Regions from separate parts of the Sus scrofa genome. Here region 2 is linked to region 1. Evidence: chromatin contacts called from public HiChIP or PLAC-seq data. All regions are on one chromosome and are shown on one strand. Each heading gives the region's core, a stretch centred on a gene start, on an enhancer-like site or on the middle of the called end of the contact. The rest is flanking DNA. Distances are from core to core; before and after follow the strand shown. Region 1 overlaps COL4A1 (collagen alpha-1(IV) chain). Region 2 overlaps COL4A2 (collagen alpha-2(IV) chain).

The links. HiChIP or PLAC-seq counts read pairs in DNA pulled down with a chosen protein or histone mark.
Region 2: an H3K27ac HiChIP or PLAC-seq map of alveolar macrophages shows a contact between it and region 1. The contact joins two enhancer-like sites. A contact is called at or near these places in 1 of 47 Hi-C or Micro-C datasets (embryonic fibroblasts) and 1 of 2 datasets of contacts at active chromatin or transcription factors (alveolar macrophages).

What each region holds. Positions count from the first base shown.
Region 1 is chr11:76,882,889-76,888,295 of Sscrofa11.1, forward strand. It overlaps COL4A1 (collagen alpha-1(IV) chain), which reads right to left. Exons shown (of 54, transcript XM_021065910.1): 27 at 5,356-5,407; 28 at 5,129-5,233; 29 at 3,897-3,994; 30 at 1,981-2,131; 31 at 1,639-1,752; 32 at 855-932; 33 at 766-852; 34 at 568-657. Among named protein-coding and RNA genes, the nearest start is that of COL4A2, 110 kb to the right of the region's middle. Within about 2 kb of position 3,688, at least 8 of the 83 cell types and tissues checked have an H3K27ac peak or open chromatin away from gene starts, as enhancers often do. A contact at or near this core is called in alveolar macrophages, where this site is marked.
Region 2 is chr11:77,087,948-77,093,087 of Sscrofa11.1, forward strand. All of the region lies in intron 4 of COL4A2 (collagen alpha-2(IV) chain), which reads left to right. Among named protein-coding and RNA genes, the nearest start is that of COL4A1, 93 kb to the left of the region's middle. Within about 2 kb of position 1,609, at least 14 of the 83 cell types and tissues checked have an H3K27ac peak or open chromatin away from gene starts, as enhancers often do. A contact at or near this core is called in alveolar macrophages, where this site is marked.

The DNA of each region.
Region 1 (5,407 bases), core at 2,438-4,937:
GTGAGACTTCACTCATCAGTTTAAATAATGTACATTTTCTCTCCTTCTGAAAAAACATCATGAAGCCTGTTCAAAGTGGCCCCTCAATCCCGTATGGAATATCAGAGTGGGCATTTTCCTGGGCAGCTGCACAAACGACCATGTTTATGTCTCACACAAAGTCAATTTCTTTTTTAAAAACGTTATTTTGGACCAATTTCAAATACCAAGATAAGAAATAAAAATGAAGACATAAATGTTCCCAGTTTGCTAATTTGACTCTAAGGACTCAGCTCCTGGAACCTGGCATAGCTGAAGATTTTATCATTTCTAAAAAAAGAAAAAGAGAAAAAGAAAAAAAAAAAGAACCTCAACTGCACCAATAAGGAAAACCCCCAAATCTGTGTTCTCTTCTATCCCCATAAACCATGAGTTCCTCCTGGAAGAGGGGCTTCCAGACCCTTGCTTCATCTTCTTCTCTCTTAGGCTTCTTGAAATGAAATGTGATCTACAAGTACTGGAGAATTTCCCACAAGGCATCGGGGCACAGACACAAGGCAGGCTTCTCTGGAGTCACAGCTCCCCTACCTTTTTCACCCGGCAGTCCCGGTGCACCGGCGGGTCCTGGTGAGCCGGGCTGTCCAGGGGTGCCCATGACACCCATCTCTCCCTTGGGACCTGTGGCCAGATGGAAAGATGGTGAGCGCCGATGGCAGACGCCGAGAGACGGTCAAGAACAAGACCAGGCGAGGCGGTGCCCAGCATCCACCCGGGTGGGTCATTTACCTGGAAACCCGGGCAGCCCGGGTGTGCCCTGCTGTCCAGGGAGGCCAGGCAGCCCTGACTGTCCCGTCAGGCCGGGGAGCCCCTGCAGCCCTTGTCTCCTTTGGGGCCCGGCATGTCCAGGCCTGGGAATCCCGGAAAGCCCTTCTCTCCTTTCACTCCAGGGGGTCCTGTGCAGGGAAGAGCAAGCAGGCATCAGCAAGGCGACAGGGTGTCTGCAGTGACAGTCCCCTGTTTAACCATCACTTCCTGCGGAAGGCGTGTGAGCACACTCACCTCGGGGGCTGGACGGCTCCCACCTCCTCAGACAGGGGTGTCTGAGGCAGTCGGTGGGGAAACAGCACCCTAAGACCAAGCCCCTCCTTCCTGCCGTCAGCAGTCAGCCGTGCCCACCCGGCCCCCCTAGACTACGACCAGCTTCTCCTCTGCGTTCCTCACGGACCGTCCTGCCCCCTCCGGCACCGCCATCTGACTTCTACACGACGTTAAAGGCCACGTAGCTCCCAGACTCATTTCATTGAAGTTACACCCGCATCTTACTAACCCTCCCACAGACGATGAGAAGCTAAAGACAGCACCTTTCGGCATTAAATACAAAGGGCAGCGCGTGTTCGACAGGAAGGGGGTGTCTTCGGCACGAGACCAGGCTCAGTGGGAGGAAAAGAGCCCCGGGACTTAGGTTTAAGCAAAAACACCCAAACCCACAACTACGAAACAGAATTGATGCCCCCCCTTTTTTCTGTCTTTTCATCACGGTTTATCACAGAATTGTGAATATAGTTCCCTGTGCTGTTCAGGGGGGCCTTGTTGTCCCCCCCCAACTTATTCACGGATCAGGAGTCAGGGGAGGGACCATCCTAAAGACCGTGGTGTTACCTGATGATCCTGGGGGCCCCTGTCCTCCAGGGGGGCCCATGGCTCCAGGGGGCCCTATTCCGGGGACTCCCGGTGCTCCTTTGGGACCTTGCAATCCAGGAGGTCCTGGGTCACCTGGACAGAGAAGTCATGTGTATACCACCTGGGCACATAACAGGTGCCACAGCACCCACCACCCACCCAAACAGTGTGCGACGGCCACAGAAAACTGGGAGCTAGAGCCATCTGGGATTTTCATCATTCATTCAACAAACATTTTCTAGGGTCTGATAGGGGCTCCAGGGACACAAAATGAACAGACCCCGCCCCTGCCGCCAGCTAGATTTGCCTGTAAGAGGTTACCTCGGATTCCCTGAAGGCCTGGGGGGCCGATGGCGCCGTGCTCTCCAGGAACTCCTGGTCCCCCGATGTTTCCCTTCTCCCCAGGGGTTCCGGGGGTGCCGGGCAGCCCTGGCAGCCCTTTGAGTCCTGGCAGCCCGATTCCAGGCTCTCCCTGGAGACCCCAAGCACAGAGATCCAGTGACCCTCAGAGCCCGCGATGCGATCAGGCCAAGAGCGTCAGTGATAACTGATGCTGCAGGTGCATTTATAAGACGAGCATCCACCCTGCCCTCCAGGCTGTGACGCTTCTTCACACCCATGGCTTCCCTCGGTCTCACTCCGGGACAAGGGGGGCTGATGTCTATCATTTGCATTCCCCGAAGGCGGAAAGCCAAGCCCCGCCCCGACACCCGCCTATCCAGCTTGTCGCCTTTCAGAGGTAGGCGTTCCTCCCTCAGGGTCTGGGCCCCTTGACTCTGCTGCCCTATGTCTGCGAGGAGCTGACTCTCCGTGGCGGGAGCAATGCCCAGCGTGATCGGTGGCCAGCCAGCCATTACCTTGAGAGGTAGAAAGTTCCAGCATGGGAACTCGCTGCCTTTTTTGTTAAAGGAAGTCTTTCACGTCAAATTTAACTCACATTTAAAGCCATTTCATGAATCAAAGGGCTTCGACACATACAGATGATTTTAAAAAAGGCAGCATTTCGAGGGCCTGAAGAGGGGGCCTTCAAAACACCCCATTTAACACCCACAGGCCCATTGGAGCAGAAGATGGACACTATGTCACAGAGCCCCCCCGGCATCCCCTGGAGGTGACACCTTCCAGGGAGGGCCCGGTGGGCGTGAGCGGGCCGCAGGGACTTCTCCGGAGACCTGGCCCCGCGCTGAAATTTGCAAACTGGAAGGAACTCCGTCCCAGGGGTTTTGAAAAAGCCCAAGATTTCAAAGCGTAAACCAAATCCTTGGTTCCAGGTCCACTGGGCGCTGACTAACTCGCGCCCACACGCTGCCACCGCTGCCTCCCTTTCTCACCAAGTGAGGTTCCTCAGGGGAAAGTGACAATGTGTCTCGAAAAGACAGCCGTCCCAAGGCTTCCATCCACGCCAGCCACGTGGGGCGGGGACACCACAGGCCAGGCGCTTCTGGGGAGGAAGTGTCCCCGCGTCCCAGAGACACAGCCGCCCGCCTGCCCCCCGCCCCCGAGGGTGGGAACAGCCGCCCAGGTCTGTGTTGGCAAAGATGCGTCTCCGCAAGGCTTGCGGCTCCTCCCACGTAAGACACCGGCCTTCTGGCACTTCCCCTTCTTTATGTCACAGCAGGAAGGCGCCAACCAGGGTCAGCTGGGCTGGCAGGCGGAAGTGCAGGACTGGCAAGAGGGGAGGGCATCTGAGGTCCCGGAGGGCCTGACGCCACCAGCCCAGGGTCCCCAACCAGCGCCCTTGGTCCCCGGGCCGTGTTTGGTAAAGTCGGCGATATTTTTGGCCATCGCAAGGGGGGGCGGGTGTGGGGGTGCTCCTTTGGGATGTGTGGGTTAGCGCCTCGGAGGAGGCTGTTAAAGACCCCACGATGCCGGGCGCGGCCCCCACCACGAGGAATTACTGAATGGCAGCGTCGTGAGGCCGAGGAAGGCTGCCCTCCACCTTCCTGGAGGTTGATACGTCCTTGGGACAGGGGCTTCCTTCCGCCACTCCCGGTGAGACACACGTGCACAGACCCAGGACACACCCGCAAGGGCACACACAGTGGAAACCAATGATTCAGCCCCAAACACACACGACTGTGTGCCATGCCGGGTACTTTGGTATTTGCTATTTGATGCAATTTCGTTCAAACACAACACGCTGCCCAGTACCCTCTGTGAGATTAATAACCCGCCTTTTACGTGTCCCGTTTATCACAAGGATGCGGAAACGGCCATCCGAGAACCCTGGTACCCACCTTTTGGCCGGGCGCACCTGGGTTGCCAGGTAAGCCGTTAAACCCTTGGCGACCGGGATTCCCGGGAGGTCCAGCATCTCCAGGTAAACCATCAACACCTGTTTCGAAAAATCCACAGACTCATTCACGTAATAAAGCTGCTCCCTCCTCTCTCCCCTCTTACACCTGCTCAGATGAACCTGAGCACATGCGAGGGAACAACAGGGAAGACAAGACCCCCCCGGCCTGGGGGCGGCCGGGCGCCAGGACCGCGCGCAGCACCTGCTGCCCCTCCTTCTCCCCACATCCGCCCTCTCGTCCCTCATCTTCCAGTTGAAGCGGGGGCACTGGGACCAGGCTGCCGGCCGTGCGGCTCCCAGCCCTTTTGGGCTCTGGACCGAAGGCTGCACATCGGTCTCCCTGGAGCCAGGCCAAGAAAGCAGCGAAAACAGGGACACTGTTCTCCTCATGTGCTCACGGTTTTCAGAATGAAGCGCCGGTTCTACAACATCAGTACCTGTGGGGGTCCAGCCCCGCAGTGTCGGCGCCTCTCCCCTCGGAGCAAAGCCCCCTCCTCACAGTCACCCCACTGTCCCCCAACTTCCAGGCCAGCCCGGCCCAGGCTGTGTGCTCCCTTCACTGACGGAGACCCCCTGGAGGGCGCAGTTAGGGGAACGGGCGTCTGCCGGCTCCCTGGGCAGCCTGCGGTCCCACTGTCCCAGCTCCTCCCCGCCCCACGGCCCCGGGAGCCACCACCCCGTCGTTGGCGGCTGGAGCCCCTGTCCTCCACTCCCAGCGGCTCTTGGAAAGCCTCCCCCCACTGCTCGCTTACTAGCAGGTATGGTGTGTTTATTCTTTTTTCTTTCTTTTTGGCTTCTTAGGGCCGCACCTGCGGCAAATGGAGGTTCCCAGGCTAGGGGTCCAACAGGAGTTATAGCGGCTGGCTTACACCACAGCCACAGCAACACCAGATCCAAGCCGTGTCTAGGAAGGACCTGCACCCCAGCTCACGGAAACACCAGATCTTAACCCACTGAGTGAGGCCAGGGATTGAACCCGCATCCTCATGGACACGAGTCAAGTTCTTAACCCGCTGAACCACGACGGGAACTCCAGGCATGGCGTGTTTACGTCCATTGCCCCTTTTCTCCTAGAATCCACGGAGGACAAAGAGAGAGACCAGCAGGGGTCAGACGCCAGGATCAGGGCCCTCGCGGGCCAGGCCGAAGTTTGGCCCTGCCCTGCAGGCTCACCTTTGGGACCCGGGGGCCCTGGAAATCCAATTCCAGGCTGGCCGACTGCACCCTTCTCTCCCGGGAGGCCCGGCCTTCCTGGGGTTCCAGGAAAACCTCGGTCACCTGTTTTGAGAAAGATCAGCAGTCAACGTGAGCAAAACGTGAGCCTGTGAGTACCCCCCCGTCCTCCCCACTCTCTCCCCACCTCCCCCTGTGCCTCTGGTGAACTTGAACTCCAAAAGTACCTTGAGGCCCTTGGAAACCGGGGGACCCCGGCAGTCCTTCTGCTCCGGGGGG
Region 2 (5,140 bases), core at 359-2,858, 200 kb after region 1:
CACTGCCATCTCTCACCACTTCCCTCTGGCATCTCTTTCAAAGTTTCCTTTCTTCTCACACTTATCCTAGGAAACAACTACCATTCTGTCTCACGATGCCTCTCCCAAAATTGGGGTTGAAGACACTTCTATATCCCTTCGTTTTGTTCAGAACCAGGTAGCCGCAGGTTCTGACCCTCCCCCTCTTGCCTTGTGAGGGGCAGGGGGAGTGGGGGTGGCCCTGGTGCCCATCAGGCATGGCCGGGCCTGTGCATGGCCTTCAGTTTCTTAGTTTCTTCTCTGGGTTCCTTGCTGTGGTTAATGCACAGAGCCTCGTCAGCCATGTGGCTCCTCCCACCACAACAGGCTCTCCTGGGAGGCAGATGCTTGAATTTCCCACGTGGTCCCTGACTCTGAAAGCATATTCTCTCAAAGATCCAGCTAAACCCTTTGTTCTGGAAATGCTTAGCAAGTCAATCATTTTACCATAAAAACTGCCACCACGGTTCAGAAGCCGTCAGATCTTTGTAACACAGCCCCTCAGCAGTGGATCTGTTCATGGAAGCTGGAGAGAATGCAGGTGAGAGACATGTCTGATTGTCCCCAGAGTGTTTTGATAGCTCAGACTTTCACCCTGTCCCCCCGCTCCCCCCCACCCCCACATACCTTCTGAGCAGAATTGCTGAAAGTAGCAGAATGGCCTCGTTTGAGTTTCACCTTTTCTTTCTGGCCCAGGTCACTTTCTCAAGCAGGAGGGGGATTAATGAGCCGTGAAATGGCCCCAGTTGAGCAGCATCTGGTTAAAGCAGAGAAGCCAGGCTTTCGGATAATCGCTGCAGGTTGCAGGTGGCTCAGTGTTGTATAGATGTCCATGAACCAGGCGTACACGGGTTTGTTTCTCAGTCAGTTTGTCCATCTGCTCTGGGCTTGACTGTAGCTTCATGAAGATCAGTAAAAAAGATACATTCAGGGTCCAGAGTCACCTCTCTGACTCCGGGGAGGTTCAAACGTGCAGTGACTGGGCCTCTGGAATGTTCTGGAAAGCTGGGTAGGAATCCCCTCCTCTCCCAGCCAGCTAAGGCCCCCCAACCTCGTGCCTCTGCTTCCCCACTTATAAAACGGATCTAAGAACAGTTCCTGCCTCACAGAGGTATTGTGGGGCTTAAGCCAGTTTACTCTTGAGAATTGCTGCCGGCAGTACATGCTCTGGTCTAGAGATGCTAGTTGTTCTTCTAACCTAGTCCCACACGGGACCAAGTCCAGTGCCTTGATCTCTGCGCTGGGTCTGGGCTCCAAAGGCCCTCAGATCATCTCTCTGTATCTGTATCTATGGCTGTGTATTTAAACACTTTCCTTTGAGCAGTCGAAAGGGAAGGGAATTATAAAATAACTATTGATTTAGTGCAGCTGCCCTGTGACAAGAAAAACGGGATTTGACCAGCTCTCTGGACACCACTGGAATTCTGCCATCAAAATTTTCACCAGCATTCCCCCCATGGGCGGCTGGCTCCACGGTAAATGCGAGACCTGCCTTCCGACACTGAGGAAGGCCATCCCAACCCAAAAACGCTCGCAAGACCTTGGCCTTTGCAAACCAAGCGTGGGGAGGGCCCTGGTCCAAAGAGCACGAGGGGCTGCCACCTAGTGTTGGCCACCAGAACTGCAGGGAGCCCTCAGACCCCGGGGTAGCCAAGTGGCAGTCCCCGGGCGTCTTCGGTTGCTGTGATGTTAAAATTTGATTTTACACTGGAGACCTTCCGTAACTGTGGAAAAATCTTCCTTTCGTGGCTTTGTACAGACCACGCTGGCAAACTCACCCCCTTCTCCACAATCTGCCACCTCCAGAGCCACAGCGATGTGCTCAACAGCTTCTGGCTGTCGCTGGTGCTCAGAAGAGCCTGGTTCCAACGGTCCCAGGACCCAGCTCCGCAGGAGGAGCCCTGGCTCGTTTCCCGTCTAGATTTCAACAGGCAATGTCTCACCTGTCTGTGTGATCCGCGCGCGGTTTCGACGGGCCGGTGCTGGGGCCACCCTTTCTGGTTCCGTCCCAGAGGCCTGGAAAGCATCCTCGCTGACAATGCAGATAAAACCAGACCGTCAGGTAGAACCGACTCTCGGAAGGGCGTCGGTTCTGGCGCGGAGGGTGGACGAGAGCTGAGGTGGTGGGCGACGCATTTTGACGTGATGGCGTGACTTAGGGACCTGGGGGGAGGCAGGACCAGAGGGCCGCGGGCCCGCCACAGAATCACCACTGACACTCCACTGTGGAAATGCCTCCGCAGTCACGCGCTGCTTCTGATGGTCGGAAAACAGGAGACCGGAGGAAGCCGACTTTGTCGCCGGGCAGGGCTGGGTGACGGCACAGCCCTCGTTCATTCGTGGAGCAGACACGAGCACGTTCTGGGTGCCCAGTGCTGTGGCAGAGGCTGGGGACAGAGGCTCTGACAAGACCGGGCCCCAGCGACCAGCTCAGTGAGTGCTGTGGTTGGAGCAGCTTTGTGAGCCCCTGGTCAGGGTCAGGGTCAGGAGAAGGTCCCCAGAGCAGCTGGAGCCGGGAGGACAGGCACGTGCAAAGGCCATGAGGTGCGAGGCCTGGTGCCAAGCTCGGTCAGCCTGGAGCCAGGGGACCCAGGCTGCATTGGCAGGGACACAGCCGAGGTGTACCAACGAGGTGGGCCCCTGAGCCTCGAGGACAGATCTGAGGGGGAAGGTGAGGGAGGAGAGGAACCTCCACCTGCAGGAAGCAGCCACTCAGGGGTGGTCCTTGCCCTGGAGCCGGCCTCTGAGGACAGTGTAGTGGGGACAGCAGTGACCTTCCCCCAGGCCTCTTTGGGAAGGTACGGTGATCTCATTCGTGGGTATTCACGAAAACAAGTCCACACACCAAATAGCCATACCTGAATGATTCTGGCAGCCTGAGTCACACTGGCCAACCTCTGGACACAGTTCAGGCGCCCTTCAGGGAGTGCATGGCTAAGGGCCGTGGTGGCAGCTACACCAGACAGGTCACATGGTCCCGACACGCAGCTGGGCAGTGGATCACAGAGCCACTCTGGAGAGGAGGCGCTGAGCGCCTCACTGTGACCGTCCAGGAGAGGCGGGACAAGAAGCTGGAGGAAGCTCGGGCGTCCGCAGAGGTTGGGGAGGGGGCTTGACGGCAGGAGGACAGCCCAGCGACTTGGGAAGATGCAGCTCCCAGCACATGTCCCAACCCAGAATGACACACCAGAAAAGTGGGTTTCGCTGTGGGCCAATTTCAAAACCAATTTTGAAATCTTCCAAAGGAAATGAAAAAAGTCCAAACTTTGAGGAAACGGAGATGACAGATAAGTGGATTAAAGCCAAGGAAGGAGCAGAGGGGCCACGCCCTTTCTAGGACAGGGCTCAATTTAGAACTTGTCCTGTTCAGGAACGTTGGACACACAGATGAACAGGAAAAAGGGCCGGGTGCCCAGCCAAGTCGGAACCCTCGCTGGCTCCTAATCTTGTTCCCTTTGTTGGCCAATTTCTTTTTTCATAACAGACCCGCTTAATATAATGCCAACTTCGAGAATATTTTTCTTTCATGTGGCTGTGTTTAGTCTAAATGAGCAGGAGATAGAGCTGCTGGTTCCGTTCCCGGACTGTGCCAAGGGTACTGAGCAGTCCCGCCGAGGCCGCCAGCCTGGTTGGCCATCTCAGCGCAAGGCCAAGCGCACGGTGTCTCCTCTCGCTCTGCGCCACCCCCGCCCCCCGAGGCCACGTGCCCGGGCAGCCGGCCACCAGCACAGGGCCCCTTGCCAGGCAGGGACAGAGACCGGTGTCACAGCCCAGTCTCCACTGCGCACCTGAAATGACCAAAGAGCATGACCTGGGAGCACCTGGGAGCAGGCGGCCCGGGCAGCTGGCACGTGAAAACTAACAGCCTGCCACCAAGGCCACCACTGCGGCCACCGTTTTCACGACCAGTTTTAGGATTCCAGTGACTGCGTTGCCGCCTGTTCTCTGTGTTTAATTTTCTGAGGAACCATTGAAGTGCTTTCGGTGTCACTGTGACTGCGAGAGCGCAGAGGGGCCGCCCCGGCGATAGCGCCTGATGACGTAGGAGCTGCCGCTGATGCTCTGGTGTTGGTCTGCTTCCCCGCGGTCCGCTGCCCGGTCAAGGAGCGGCTCGTGCCTACGGGAGGCCCGACCACCGGATCCCGGAGTCGGCTCCTTCCAGCCGCTTCCCTGCAGGCTGCCTCTGCCCGAGGCCCAGCTCGTCCCCACTCCCACCTCCGCCTTCCGCGAGAGCGGGAGGCCTAGCAGATCGAGGCCGACTGTCCGGCAGGGGTTCATCTTTAGGCAAAGGAAACGTCCTTGTTGCTACAAGCGCAGGGGCAATGAAAGGCTCTTCCAGAAAATCAACTTTTCGGAGCTGTGCCAAGCCAGATCACATCCAGACTATAAAAAGCTCAGCCCCGCGTTGGGCTGAAGCCACTGTGTCGGGCGGCCCTTGTACCCGTGTGCCTGTTCTTAGAATAAGGAGCAGTGTTTTCCGGCTGATTGGGCCCGTGGGTGGCGAACAAGAGGGGTCTTCTCTTGACGTTAAAATGTGACTCTTCCAAGTCTAATCGTTTCTGATAAACTACACAATGGCTGCTATGATTACGAGTGACTCCCTCTGTTTTTGTTTTTCATGGAAATCACCTGTAATGGAACCAGTGACTCCTCGGTGTATCTTTTGCTCCTGAATCTAATTTGGTCCTGAGCCACGTCCACCCGCTTCATCCTGTGGGCTGTGGGCTGTGGGCTGGACGGACCTAAACCTGCCAGGATCACTCTCGGACAGACCTGCTTCCAGACATGGAGAGTGCAGGCTGGGCTCCCCAGCTTTTCTCGCCTCCCCAACAGACGCTTTTGAAAAGCATCTGGCCGGATGTGTTTAAGGTGGCATTTAACAAGCGTCCTCTCTCCTTCCATTTCTCAGTGTTGTCTGTCTTAATCCGCGGTTAAGAACGTACCCGAAGGACTTGGCCCCTGCTCTCAGAGGCCGTCCTCTTAGTCTTCGCCTTCACCAGACCCCTTTGCGGTTGTGGGTCTGTTTTCAGGCCAAGTTCATGAGGCACAGTAACATACAGTTCGTGGCCACTGGCAGACACGTCTGGGCAGGTAACGGCCTCCAAAGTCCTGACGCATTTGT